2 separate regions of the Mus musculus genome follow, and region 2 is linked to region 1. A link is a contact called in public Micro-C data. All regions are on one chromosome and are shown on one strand. Each heading gives the region's core, a stretch centred on a gene start, on an enhancer-like site or on the middle of the called end of the contact. The rest is flanking DNA. Distances are from core to core; before and after follow the strand shown.

What was found. Hi-C and Micro-C count contacts between places; a contact is called where the count stands out from the background.
Region 2: a Micro-C map of embryonic stem cells shows a contact between it and region 1, with 16 times the contacts expected there. The contact joins the promoter of Slc39a11 here to the promoter of Hlf in region 1. A contact is called at or near these places in 3 of 39 promoter capture datasets (the HPC-7 cell line, cranial neural crest and pre-B cells) and 8 of 484 Hi-C or Micro-C datasets (B cells, CD4 T cells, CD8 T cells and 2 more).

What each region holds. Positions count from the first base shown.
Region 1 is chr11:90,387,861-90,394,391 of GRCm38.p6, reverse strand. It overlaps Hlf (hepatic leukemia factor), which reads left to right and starts at 3,475. Exons shown (of 4, transcript NM_172563.3): 1 at 3,475-4,142; 2 at 6,271-6,531. The coding sequence starts at 4,028.
Region 2 is chr11:113,561,716-113,568,246 of GRCm38.p6, reverse strand. It overlaps Slc39a11 (solute carrier family 39 (metal ion transporter), member 11), which reads left to right and starts at 2,432. Exons shown (of 10, transcript NM_027216.5): 1 at 2,432-2,571; 2 at 6,123-6,241. The coding sequence starts at 6,134.

The DNA of each region.
Region 1 (6,531 bases), core at 2,226-4,725:
AGAAGACTGGGGTGATCGTCTTTTTATGGAATTGTCTGGAAAAAAACCAAACCAAACCAAACAATAGCATGTCATGGAAGGAGCTCAAAAATGGGCAACTGCTACTGGTAACTTAGGGTGTAGATGCAGGTCAACCTTCATGGTGATTTGCCACTCTGCATTCACTTAAGAATCAGCCTCAGGACTCAAGGGCCACCTTTCCTGGCAGATGGAGACCATCACAGAAACCCACAAGGGAACACAATGCAGAGATGATGGCGAGCACCCCTCCATCACAGCTCCTACATGTGTGTGTCAAGGAATGAACATTTCAGAAACAAGAGCTGAAACATTTGGAAGAGGTGGAGTTCCAGGAAGTCCGCTTACGAGGGATTCTCTCCTATAATTAAAATTCTGGAACACTCGTCACACCCTTGAAGTAGAGAAGACAGAGGGAAGAGCGAGTCAGTGTAGTAAGGGAGTAGGGGCTTCAGGTCGCCGATATCCAGAGATGACCAAGACCAATAAAGGGACTGAGCAGTCAGTCACCAAGCCAGTTTATTTTCCGCAATGAGAACTACTACAAAACCACAGCCTTAGGCTCTCTTGGGGTTTAGGACAATGATTGCTCCAGGCAAGCAGGTTCCTTGAATCAATGAGTTTCCTATGTGGAAACATGGGGAAGAGAGGGAAGGCAGAGAACTCTGAACATGGAGCCCTGGGGCTGTGCTAATGGATCATCACACTGGCCTCCTTTCTTATGCCTGGAATCCTCTGCCTGTTTCCAGTCAGTGTGCTTGCACATCGCCTTGTGGATGGGTTCACAGGGCTGTGGGGAAATTAGCAAGATTTTATTGAAAGGACCCAGATGTAGCTGTCTCTTGTGAGACTATGCCGGGGCCTAGCAAACACAGAAGTGGATGCTCACAGTCAGCTAATGGATGGATCACAGGGCTCCCAATGGAGGAGCTAGAGAAAGTACCCAAGGAGCTAAAGGGATCTGCAACCCTATAGGTGGAACAACATTATGAACTAACCAGTACCCCGGAGCTCTTGACTCTAGCTGCATATGTATCAAAAGATGGCCTAGTCGGCCATCAGTGGAAAAAGAGGCCCATTGGACACGCAAACTTTATATGCCCCAGTACAGGGGAACGCCAGGGCCAAAAAGGGGGAGTGGGTGGGTAGGGGAGTGGGGGTGGGTGGGTATGGGGGACTTTTGGTATAGCATTGGAAATGTAAATGAGCTAAATACCTAATAAAAAATGGAAAAAAAAGAGAAAATTACTCCAAAAAAAAAAAAGTTAAAAGATGAAACCTTCCTCTCTCTCTGACAAGAGCACAGAAGCTCTCCTGTGTGTGTGTGTGTGTGTGTGTGTGTGTGTGTGTGTGTGTAGATTAACATGGGCATCTTCTCTGTTTCTGAGACAGGGTCTCTCACTCAACCTGGAGCTCACTCATTGCCTAGGCTGGCAGCCAGTGAGCTTTTAGGATCTCCCTATCTCTGCCTCCCCAGTGCTGGGGTTACAGGCCCATGCTGCTGCTGCTGGAGGCTGTTCTTCCTCCCTCCCTCCCTTTTCATGTTGATGCAGGGGAATCCAAGCTTGTATCTTCATTCTTATGACCCAAGTGCTCTTTAATCCACTGAATAATCTCTTCAGCTTCCAGCGGAGTCCCTTCTTTTCTGAGAAGCAAACCGACTGAAGGGTTGGGAAGTTTATGAGGGACCACTGGCTCCAAGCTCACCTCAGGCGCTTCTCTGCACTCTCCTTCCAGTAACAGATGCCCACGTCAGCTCTCTCTGTTACTGGGTTTTGGAGTCCAGACTTTGTGTGCTTCTATGGCATCCTTTCCCTGGTATAGCCAGGTCTTATCCATCCATCATCTCACCAGCCCCAGCCCAGTCAATGGCATGCAGTGGTGCTCACTGAATGTACACCGCATCCACCCCAGGGCTCATGTTTCTGGGATCTGACATCACAAGAGCATCTCAGAATGTCATCTTACCATTCACTTTGCCCAGGTGTTAGCAGGAGGAAATGAAGGCCACGGGACCAGCCGTCCATTTACCCGGAAACTTCTGCTCAGAGAAAGAGTCAGGGCTACTTATCATGAACTTCCAGTGCCCTTGGCCAGGGTCCGGAATTTCCTGAATTTTAGATTTCTCTTCTCTCCTTTCTTATCTCTCATTTTTTGGTAGTGGGGTGGGGGAGGGGCATCCCAGTAATATTTGCACCCCAGGAACCCAGTCTATGTTCACAAAAGCCTTTCTGCCTCATTGAAAAGCTTCTTGCAGACCCTTCCCCACAGGTCTGAGGAGACAGCTCACTGTGATATAGAACTAGCTAGACATGGGTAAGGCCATACATTCAACCATCAGTACTGCAAAAACCATCCCACATGCTCCTCCACGGGTCAGGGGGACTTAGTGCTGGATAGAAATGTGTAATTGGTGGGTGGGTGGGGGTGGAAAGTGGAAAGAGAAGCGTGGAGATGCGGTTCGTGTGTCTCAGTTCTCCTGGCTGGGGAGGCAGAATGCCTACATTCCAATCCATCCACTCCGCCAAGGTGTTCTCCCCCACACCCTCAGCAGCAAGGTCAAAAAACTGGCCTTTTCACAGCCTTCAAAAGGCCAGAGGGATGTGCTGCAGCCACAAACAAGATTCCCCTAATCTTTTAACAAAGAGTTTACAAATTTATTTTAATTAGTATTCAGACCTTCTAAGTTAGCCTAATTACAGCCATGCTGGGCCTTTTAAATACTCCTAACTTTCATTCCTTGTGTTTAAGTCTCTCCTGCTTTCCTTCCATTGCAAGCAAATGTCTGTCTTGTTAATTCCCTCGGACAGCGTGGGAGACAGTTCACTTCAGTCTGCAGCTCCTGTCTCCATTCTACGTTTTTGCACATTGTTTGGAATTCAGGAAAGTTGATATCTTAGGTCGGATATGCAGTGGGGCTAGAAGGAAAGTACTAAGCTCACCAGGAGCGAGGAGGAGAAATATCCAGAAGTCATTCGCTTCAAGTCTATCCAAATCTCCTAAACTTGTCCTGGGGAGCTTTAAAAAACATTGCTAGCCAGGACATCGCCCCGGGGGTTGGGGGTTCTAATTTAAGTCCGGAATGCCACTTGGCCATCTTTTAAAAATCATCTTCTTTTAAAATCACCAATTTATTTCCACATTGCAAACCACTGACACGAATTTCTCATTGTTCTGCTCTGGGGGGCGGGGGGGGGGAACGGAGGGGGAAGGGCTCGCGTGCAAAAGGAGTCAGGGTGAGAGTTAGCGCGCGTTATTCCCAGCGCAAGGCAGAGAGTGAAGCAGGAAATCTGGCACCTGTGCTTTTCGCAGCCCACCAACGCCGCAAGGGCCGGAAAAACAGCGCGTGCGGCGATGCTACACACGCAGCCCTGGGGGGGCGGGGTGGATGGGCGGGCCCGATTTGGGCCCCGCCCCTGCACGCCTATCGGCGCGCGGTGCGGGCCCTGACGTCACTCTTGTCAGGGCAGCGGCACATGGACTGCCTGATGCGCTGAGCCCGGCGCTGCGGGGCCGCGGAGCGCGGGGAGCAGCGGCCGCGGCGGGGAGGGGGGTGGGGCGGGACGGCACAGCCTCCGGTGCTCGCGCGAGGGGCCGGGGCCCGCGCTTTGCCTTCTGCTCATCTGCAGCCGTCTACGTTTTCAAAATTTCTCTCTTTCCTTTTTCCCCCCACCTCCTTGCAATTTTGAACATTTTGCAAGACTGAGTGTTGGAGGCAGGTGAGAAAGCATCCTGCACTGGGTCGGAGGAGTCCGCGGCGCTAGATGCGCCTTCCCTGGACTGTCGGCACTGAGAACACGAAAGTTTTTTTGTTTTTGTTTTTGTTTTTTTTTGATATTTGTATGCTGATGTATTTACAAAGACAGAAGTGATTTTTTTTTTTCTTCCTTGTCTGCACTGTTTTGAAAGCGAGTACTTTTGGTTGGCAAAGGACGGAGGAAACAAAGCTCATCAACATTTCGGGGCGGCGATTGGCCTTCTTTTTAAAAAGACAATTGAGTGCATCACGATGGAGAAAATGTCCCGACAGCTCCCCTTGAACCCCACCTTTATCCCGCCTCCCTACGGCGTGCTCAGGTCCCTGCTGGAGAACCCGCTGAAGCTCCCCCTTCATCCTGAAGACGGTGAGCGTTGCCTCGGCAGCTGGGCTCAGGGAAGGGACTACACTCCCAGGGACCCCCCTAGTCGGCTGGGAGGGCACCAGCATCTTTCTTCCCCTCGCCTTGCTTTAGTGAAATTGGGGGGCTTACTCCCTCTTTCTCCTCAATGCAAAGGGGATCCCTCCGGGGCAACATTTGAAATAGCGCTGGGAACCTGGCTCGCCTGCCTTTCTAGGTCTGTCCTCCTGCAGCGCAGGTGACAGGTGAACTTGACAGGTCAGGATCGCTGCTTTGAGTGACAGGGTGTGCGCTTCCCTGGGAGACTAGTGTCTCTGGGACTGGAGAGGAGAAAGGGCGGGAGGTGGCTGGTTGGAGCCTGGCAGAGAGGGGGGGGTCAAAGTAAATGGGGGTTCTCACTCGGCGGCAGCCTGAATATTCGGATCGTGTTAGTGTTTTGTGTTGTGAACTCACGCGGCATGAGCGGAGAGGCGCTTTCTCCCGCAGACCCGCAATTCACAAAGCGGGGTGGGGGTGGGGGGAGTGGTCTGTCGGCGGGAAGCGGTGCACGCCTCCAGCGCTGACACTTTCCCGGTGCTCTCTTCCCGGTGGGAGGGGAGAGCTGAGCAGGCTCACGTGTAACCGCGTGCAGGAGCCTCCTCTGGCTTGAGCCCTTTCTTGGTAAGTCTCAAACCTTCCCTAGGCAACCGTGGCTTGGAGCTAAGGAGACGGGTAGGGGGATATGGTGGGGAGTGGGGGGGGGGCTGGGGGTAGATGCATGTGAGACCTAGCTGGGAACGCAATTGATGCCAGAACGGATTTGTGTTTTGGGCCGGTGCAGTTTCTTGCCTTTGGTGTTATCACAGTGACAGAAGCGAATTATGCTGCTCCTGCATAAATTCTTGAAAAGATTATTTGGCTGGAAATAGCTTCGGGGTGTTTGCATCAATTTCCCTGGGAGAGAACGCCTGTTGCATTGCAAGAGTTGCTGGTGCTTGATTGCGCGTGCAGACCGCCCCCCACCCCCAATACCCTCCCGCACTGCTTCTTAAGGAGTAGCATTTGGGAGAAATCTGCGGATGCGTTAGGCTTTTGTGGTCGATGTTTTTAAGCCTAACTCTAATGAGACTGCGGAGGATTTGAAGATTCGAATGGGTGGCGGTGGGACTACATTTCTCTAATGAGAAACAAAACAAAACAAAACTCAGAATCAAATTCTCTAATCCCTGATTCCACCCACACCTGAATATTGGCAAAATGCAGACAGCTCGGTAAAGACCAATCCGGGGGTGCTGTATTTCCAGGCAGGAAATAGCTGCATTCTTACCCTCAGAGAGTAGAACACAGCACCTTTGCATAGTACTGCCTTGTGATGGGGTACATAAATGTTTGCTTTCTTTTTGTAAATTAGGTAATATTTAAATGTTTGGGGGGAAAAGGAAAAAGAATCCACCTTCTAAAACAGACTTAGTCCTCTTGAGGGTTCTAAGCAAATGGATGAGTTCGAAAGTACTTCATTTCTACCCCGTCACCCCGGCCTGCCCACCCCTCCCCCCACAGTCTCCTTCTATGGTGAGAGAGCACCCTTATCTTCCTTGTAAATGGGGGATAATTGTAGGCTTGCACGTTTATTGAGATAATACATGGAAAGGAATAACGCAGAAACGACGCGTAGTATTAAGGGAAGGTGGGGGCGGGGACTGCTTACTAAGACTAAGCTTGCATACCCTGGTTTGTAAGTCAGAATGACCTCAGATTCTTGCGGTCATCACTTTCTAAAAGGTAGAATCATACCAAGTTATCGGTGGTCCCCTTTAAAAATCCCATCAGTTGTATATATTCTCCGGTGTTATTTTCTCAGTATAGATTTCGGTGACTTAGCCCTTCAAATAACACACCGAGGAAGGATTATTCTCTTGTTTTCATTCCAGATCAGTCGGTAGCCCCGTCCTGTCCTACAGACCAGAAAGCTCTTTCTTTCCAAAGTAAATAGGAAGATGTCGAAACTCTAGATCTACCAGAGGCAGCAGCCAGAGGCCTCGGTGCCCCCAGAAGTCATTTTGTAACCGATGGCAGGAAGGCTGGTGACAGACTGACCCCTTTTCTTTTCTGTTTTAAAAAAAACAAAGCTCACCTTTCCCTTTTTCTTCTTCAGCATTTAGTAAAGAAAAAGACAAAGGAAAGAAGCTGGACGATGAGAGCAGCAGCCCGACCGTCCCCCAGTCCGCCTTCTTGGGACCCACCTTATGGGACAAAACCCTTCCCTATGACGGAGATACTTTCCAGCTGGAATACATGGACTTGGAGGAATTCCTGTCAGAGAATGGCATCCCCCCGAGTCCGTCGCAGCACGACCACAGCCCTCACCCCCCTGGCTTGCAACCAGCTTCCTCCACGGCGCCCTCGGTCATGGATC
Region 2 (6,531 bases), core at 1,183-3,682, about 23 Mb before region 1:
ACCTTCAGATGGTGCCACTCCATGGTCCAAGGATATACAAACCATCACAAGTAGAAAGGGTTAAAGGGAGACCGAGGAGCAGGGAGGTGGGAGGGGAGGCTCCTCATGCTTCACACAGCTTAACCAGGAAATGGGTGGGCAAGGTGGATCCCAAGAAGTCTGTCTGTGACCTTAGAGGAAGGTCAGGAGGCCGCATGCTCAAAGTGGAAAAGAAGGGACCAGGCAGGAGACACCCTGGGCAGGTTGATTTAAAAACAAAACAGAAACAAAAACAAAGAGAAAACCCAACCAACCAACCAACCAACCAAAAGTCTTGGTTAACTCTCCATTCTGAAAATTTTAAATGCATAGGAAAGTAGGAAAATTCAGGGACTCCCTGTGCGGCTGCTCTCCAGCTTCAACGGGTGTGAACCCGTGAGTGCGCTCAGTTTTGTTTAATCTCAACTCCATCCACTTTGGCTTTCCATAGAATTCTGTGGCACATCCAAGGCGCTGCATTCAAGGCACCGTACTGTGTAATGGCTGGCACAGTGGGGGAGTGCTGCGACCCTTTTTTTTTGTGTGTTGGAACTGAAGACCTCGCCCCCTGGGCCTTGTTTTGTGCTGTTTAGTAATAAGCTGGTGTTTGTTTTTGAGACAGGGTCTTGTTGTATAGCTCAGGTTGGTTCTTAGCCATACCCCTATTTTTCAGTTCCCCAAGTAGTAGGTCACAGGCATGTGGCACCTTGCCTGGCCTGGGAGGTGGCGGGTCTCTTGAGGGGCATAAGACCATCCCTCCAGGTCACCTCCTGACACGGCACAGTGCCTGTGGGGTGACAGTTGGCATGAGTAGCTGATTCTTGCTGGACTGATGTAGGTGGAACTCGGAACTCGGAGTTAAGAGTTAGATAGAACTGGGATTAGAAAGGACTTCCTAATAGATTTGCTTAGGAGAAAAGTCACACAAATCCACATCAGATCATACAAGTGGAATTTAACTAAGGAGCACAACTTTCAAAATACCCCAAAGATAATAAGCAGTGTGCACAAAGACCTGTTAGAGAAAAGCGAAGCTTAGGAATGCTAGGATGTGAGTATTTACTCTCCAGGATCGCTCAATCGTTAGACTTTGATTCCCACGACAAGGGAGACGACCCTGACTTAACAACCAGCCATTAGGTTTTTCCCATATGGAAGACATACCCCTAAAGGGCAGTTGGGGCTGGGGTGGATGGGAGTGCAGGGTCACAACCATTGTTAAATCCAGGTCTGCCATGAAATCCTTTGTGCTGCTGTCTAGAAAACCATCATTCCACCAGGTGGACAAGATGACCCTGGGTAACAACTATTCAGAAAGAGAACAGCACCGGCTGCACTCAAAATCGTTCTGGCAGCGTGCAATGTCTTTGCTGTGTAAATCTCCTAGCTGCCTATGTGGCCAGACTTGCAGTCTGCAGCCTCTTTTTAAGTTGCTCAAAGGGTTACCTGGGTCCAGGACCTGAGATTGAAGGATGTCAATGTATGTGAAATGCTTAAGCCTAGCGTGTATATAAGTTAATAAAACCTGGTGGGAGCTGATTGGGCATTCGCTGAGAGCTGGACAACCACCCTAAGAGAGTTCTTCCTTCATCGCTGCGAATACAGAGTGGTCCTCACTAGGAAGGCACACCGCTCTCTAAGAGGGTAATAGATGCCTGCTCTTACTGTCTTCTTTGTATACTCCAACTGCAGGCTGTTCTCCTGTCCTGAGTACTTTATGCTTGGGCTGCCAAATGCAACACTGACCACTCATTTAACTTTACATTTCAAAAAACAGTCATGACATTTGCATGTGTGCATCCCTTACAGGGCACAGGGCATACTTATAATAAGAAACTATTTGTTGTTTTCCTGACATTCAAATTGAACCAGATATCTGGCCTTCATTTTATTGCAGCTAAATCTAGTCAAGGTGTTTTCATAGAAGCCCTGGAGCGGAAAGCCTATGACCTGGGGTGATGCTTCGCATATGTGGCCCTCAGTGGGTCCTCAATATTGACATTGACAGGCTGTAGTCAGCAAGTGAAAGATTGCAAGCTCAAGTAGAATGCAGAGCCTGGGCATCCTTCTAATGGAAGGTATTGACCTTGAGAATAAAGCCATTGACCTTCAGAATGTTGCCCATCTTGACACTGGCTCCGTAGCTCAGTTAGGACCTATGTTGTCATGTTTAGGACATATGACAAAAGATGTAGACAACATTAAGTACGTCAGAACTGATCCAAAGTGCCCCTTCTTTGGGTGTCTGTAGCCTCCCCAAGATTTCCTGGGGTGTGTGCACTGCCCTAGGCCTTCGCCTTTGCATTTGTGGACTTGGGGGAAGGGGAGAGTGCTGCTTTTGCCCGCCCGCCTCTGTTCCTGCGAGCACGGAAGCCTGTGAACCTGAGACTTTATTCTCCAGGCAGGATTCGCCGGTTGCGAAGGGGCGGGGCCCGGCGGTGGAGGGCCACGTGTGCTGGAGTGAAGCAGGAAGTGACCGCGAGAGTGGAGCCGGGCGAGCGAGTGGCATCGGGGGCTGATGGAAGTGGAGAGGGGGCTGGAGAGGGCACCCTAGTGAGTCGCCTTTTCTCTCCTTCAGGCCCGGGGTGCCGGGCAGTCTCGAGAGTGTGCAGCGGCCTGGAGCTTGCAAAGGGGTGCCCTAAGGTGCAAGTCCTGGAAGAGCAGCAGGGGCTGTGACAGGTGGCAGGGGGAGGAGGGTGTTTGGGACCCCTCTGCTCCACCCTAGGATGAGCTGGAGACAGTGATGCGAAGCTCCTGAGTGCACAGCCAAGGGTCTCTTCATTCATTGTTTCATGGTGGTGTGTATAGGGGACAAGGGACCTGTGGTATCAGTGGCAGCCATTCGGAGGCCCCTCCCACCTCCACCTGTGGCAGGTCTGGGGGAGGCTGGAGAGCCGGCAGCATGCCTGCCTCCTGGAGAACTTTTTCATGTTCATGCTAGTGGTCCAGATCCTGAATCTGTCTCATGGGCGTCTCTGGTAAAGTCCGGTCCACGAGTTCTGTGCCAGCTCCCTTAAGCCCACGCAGTGCCTCGCTTTAACTAAACCAGCGTTTTGAAGTGCGGAGGCAACATTTAAAAGACAGGGAAAGAGACAGAAAAGGACAGAAGGAAATTTACTGGAGTCATGGGAGCTGGCTGCTCTGTGCTGTCAGCCCGCTGTTGGCTTCTCTCAAGTTATAGGATGGGTGGAGAATGGTCCCCTGTCCTGGTCACTGGTCCAGTTTATGATGTCAATATCCAGCTCTGGAGAAAGTCTGAAGCAGACTGCCTGGCAAGATTTAACTCCCCCATGGAGTTAAATAAGGTGCAGATTTGGGGAATCCCACAAGTGTGTGATGTCGCCTGCGCCCTGTGCTTTTACGTAGCTCCAACGGCTGGAGATGGAGCCCCTATGGTAGAGTGCTTGCTTACCATGTACAAAGCTCTGAGTTTGATTCCCCAGTACCACAAAAACCAGCTATTGTAGCACACTCTGGCAATTCCGGCTTTGGGAGGTGGAAGGCAGGAGGATCAGGAGTTCAAAGCCACTCTCTGCTACACAGTAAGTTCCAGGCTACATTAAAAAAAAAATCATCTAAGTAGCTCTCAAGAGGGACCAGACATCTGGCTTTCCACCACCCTTAGAGAGTAGCCAGAGTTTTCAAACAGTGAGTGGAAGAAGAGGCGTGCTGGGCTCACACTGTGATAAGTGGTGGGTGGCCAGGGCTCTGAGTTCTCAGGAACTCAGTTATGCAGTGAACTTAGAAGAGTGTTTTCCTATCTCTCTGGCCGCCATGGAGACGCACAACTCCCTTTGGTTTGATTTTGCTGGCTGGCAAATGGGAATCGTTTCTTTTAACCAGTAGCTGTCAAAAGACACAATGAGGTACTTGGGGGATGTTTTACGCTGTGATCTGTCTCGGATAGTGAGACTTGAGAGGATGCTAGCTCCATCTCGGTCTTTGTGTATGTTTAACATTTTACTCACAAGCAACTGGGAGCGATCAGTGTGTTAATGCTCTAGGATTTCAGCTAAAAAACAAACAAAAAAAATCCAACAAATTCAAAAAACAAAAAATACTCAAGTCTCTCATTTTTGTTTTTTGTTAGTTTGTTTTGTTTTGTTTTGACAAAGAATCTTACTATATGGCCCTGGCTGTCCTGAAACTCACTAAGTAGACCAGGCTAGCCTCAAACTTGCAGAAACCTGCTGGTATTTGCCTCTTCAAGGTCTGGGACTAAAAGGTTTCTGCTGCCATGCCCAGCACACACCACTCTTTTGAGGTTGACTTGACTCAGGGAGGGTGGAAAAGGCTATTTTTTTGCTTGATTTTTTTTTTCTTTTTAAAAATTTTAAAATGTGTGCAGTTGCTGTCTTGAGTTCCTCTGTCATGTGTGCCCAACCTGCACTCGGTATAGAGATGTGTGCAGCCCAACACAAAATAGTAAGCTTACTTAGACAATGTGAGATTTGGGGAAGGGTGCATTTTAAAACTACCTCTATGTGTGTGTGTTTTGCGGGGTGGGGTCGGGGGGCTTGTGCATTCCATGGTGCAAATGCCGAGGTCAGAGGAGAGCTGTTGGTTCTCTCCCTCAGGTGGGCGTCAGGAACCAAGCTCAGGTTGCCAGACTTGGCAGTTTTTCGTTATTTGCTTTTTTGCTTCTTGGTTGTGGGGTTCTCCAGTGTCATCGTCAAAAGGCTGCATATGCTTGGAATCCGAACCCATAAATGGTTAGACCTTAGACCTAGCATGGGGGCCCAGCGGGACTCATCTGAGCCCACAGCCTTTTCTGAGTGTGGGCTGTGCCCAGGGCCCTGTCCATACTCTGCCATGGCTTCCTCTAAGGGCAGCTGAGGGAACCTCTTTAGCCCTTGATATGCAGGCATGTTCAGCTCTGAGGGAGCCAAGCCAGGTGGGGTCAGGTCCAGCCCTGTGGATGCTAGAGGGCCGAAAGGGAACTGAATGAGGCCTTTGAGTTGATGCCCACACCTAGCTTGTATGTGTATGTGAGTGCCAGGACACACGGCCGCTTCGCAAGTGGACTTCTCTGCCTTGTAACTTTCCGTAGGCGAAGCCTGACATTTGCAATCTAGGACAGGATGGACAGGATATGGTCTCAGTCTTATAGTTCATTCTGAGGAGGTTCTCTGGGCCCATATGAGAGAGGGCCCTTTCTTTTCTTAGGGGACAGCGGTGCCCCTTCGCCGGCAGCAGCTATGCACAGAGCCGTTTATGGTTCTATTTCCTTGTGTTCTCTGACTCTCCTTTCTGGGTAAGCTGGCTCCTCCTCCTTAAGCAGGTAGTTTGCAGCGGATGGCCATGCCTGCTTTCACAAGGCTGTGGGAAAGTGTCTTCACCATTCTCAAGCAGTTACAAAGTTAGGTTATGGATGTAGGCAGGCCCCTATAGAAAACAGCAAAGATGTGTGTTTGGACATGGTGTGTGTGTGTGTGTGTGTGTGTGCGCGCGCGCGCGCGCGCACACATGCGTGGGTAGTCATAGAAGGCTTCATCACAGACCTGGCATGAGGTGGGCCTTAGAGGAGGCTCTTGGGTTTCGTGGGCAGGAGCCGTGGAGGGAAGGCCTCCCCGAAGGGGCTTATGGGAACGGAACCTTGGAGGCACAGCTGTCTGGGTTGTAAAGGTGCCCTGATGAGTTAAGTTGAATGGGAGCGTAGGGCCCAGACTGCATGCTGCTGGACTTTGGCTGGAGAGTCCATGGCGGTGGGAAGGTCTGTCGGTGGAATTTATGTTTAGCCAGGAGGCTGGCTTGGGGAGCCAGGAAGGTGTGACTGGGAATCAGATGGAAGGTATCTAGAGGACAGTTTGAGCTAGGGGCCTGTTCTTTGGCAGGGTCTGAGGAGAAATAGCAGGCAGGGACAGATGGATGAATGAGCGGGCCTCTGGGGAGAGCTTCCTGGCCTCTTTCTCCCAGTGTCCTCACGTCGCCTTTCAATGTCCCTGTGCTGGTACTGGGATGGTGAGGCCTGTTGCATTGGTTTGACTTGAATGTGCAGACCACCTACCCTGACAGAGGGCAGCTCAGGCAGTGACTTAGGACATGTGTATATCACAATTGGGGCCCCTCAGCATCTGCCTGACCCTCTGCTCTTCTGTGCACAGCAGTATCCAGCATGCTCCAAGGTTACAGCTCCGTGGTCCAGGCCTTGCTGGGGACCTTCTTCACCTGGGCAATGACAGCAGCCGGGGCAGCTCTCGTGTTCATATTCTCCAGCGGGCAGGTGAGTCGCTTCGCTTCTGGGGATTGGCAGGGACCCTTTGGTGACCTTTGGAACCTGCCCCTTGCCACACAGCACCGCCGGGCAGCGGCCACACAGGCAGGTGGTGGGATGCTAATTCTTCCCATCTTCCTTGTTTTCTCTCTGTTTCCTTACTAGGCCAGGGAGCAGGCACCCATTAGTGGTACACAAGCCGGGCATTGTCTTCCCCTCACCTGCCCCTGGCACCCAAACTCAAAAGGGCCAGGGGGTGAGGGAGTAGCCATTGTGCCTTCATTAACCTGCTGCCTCAT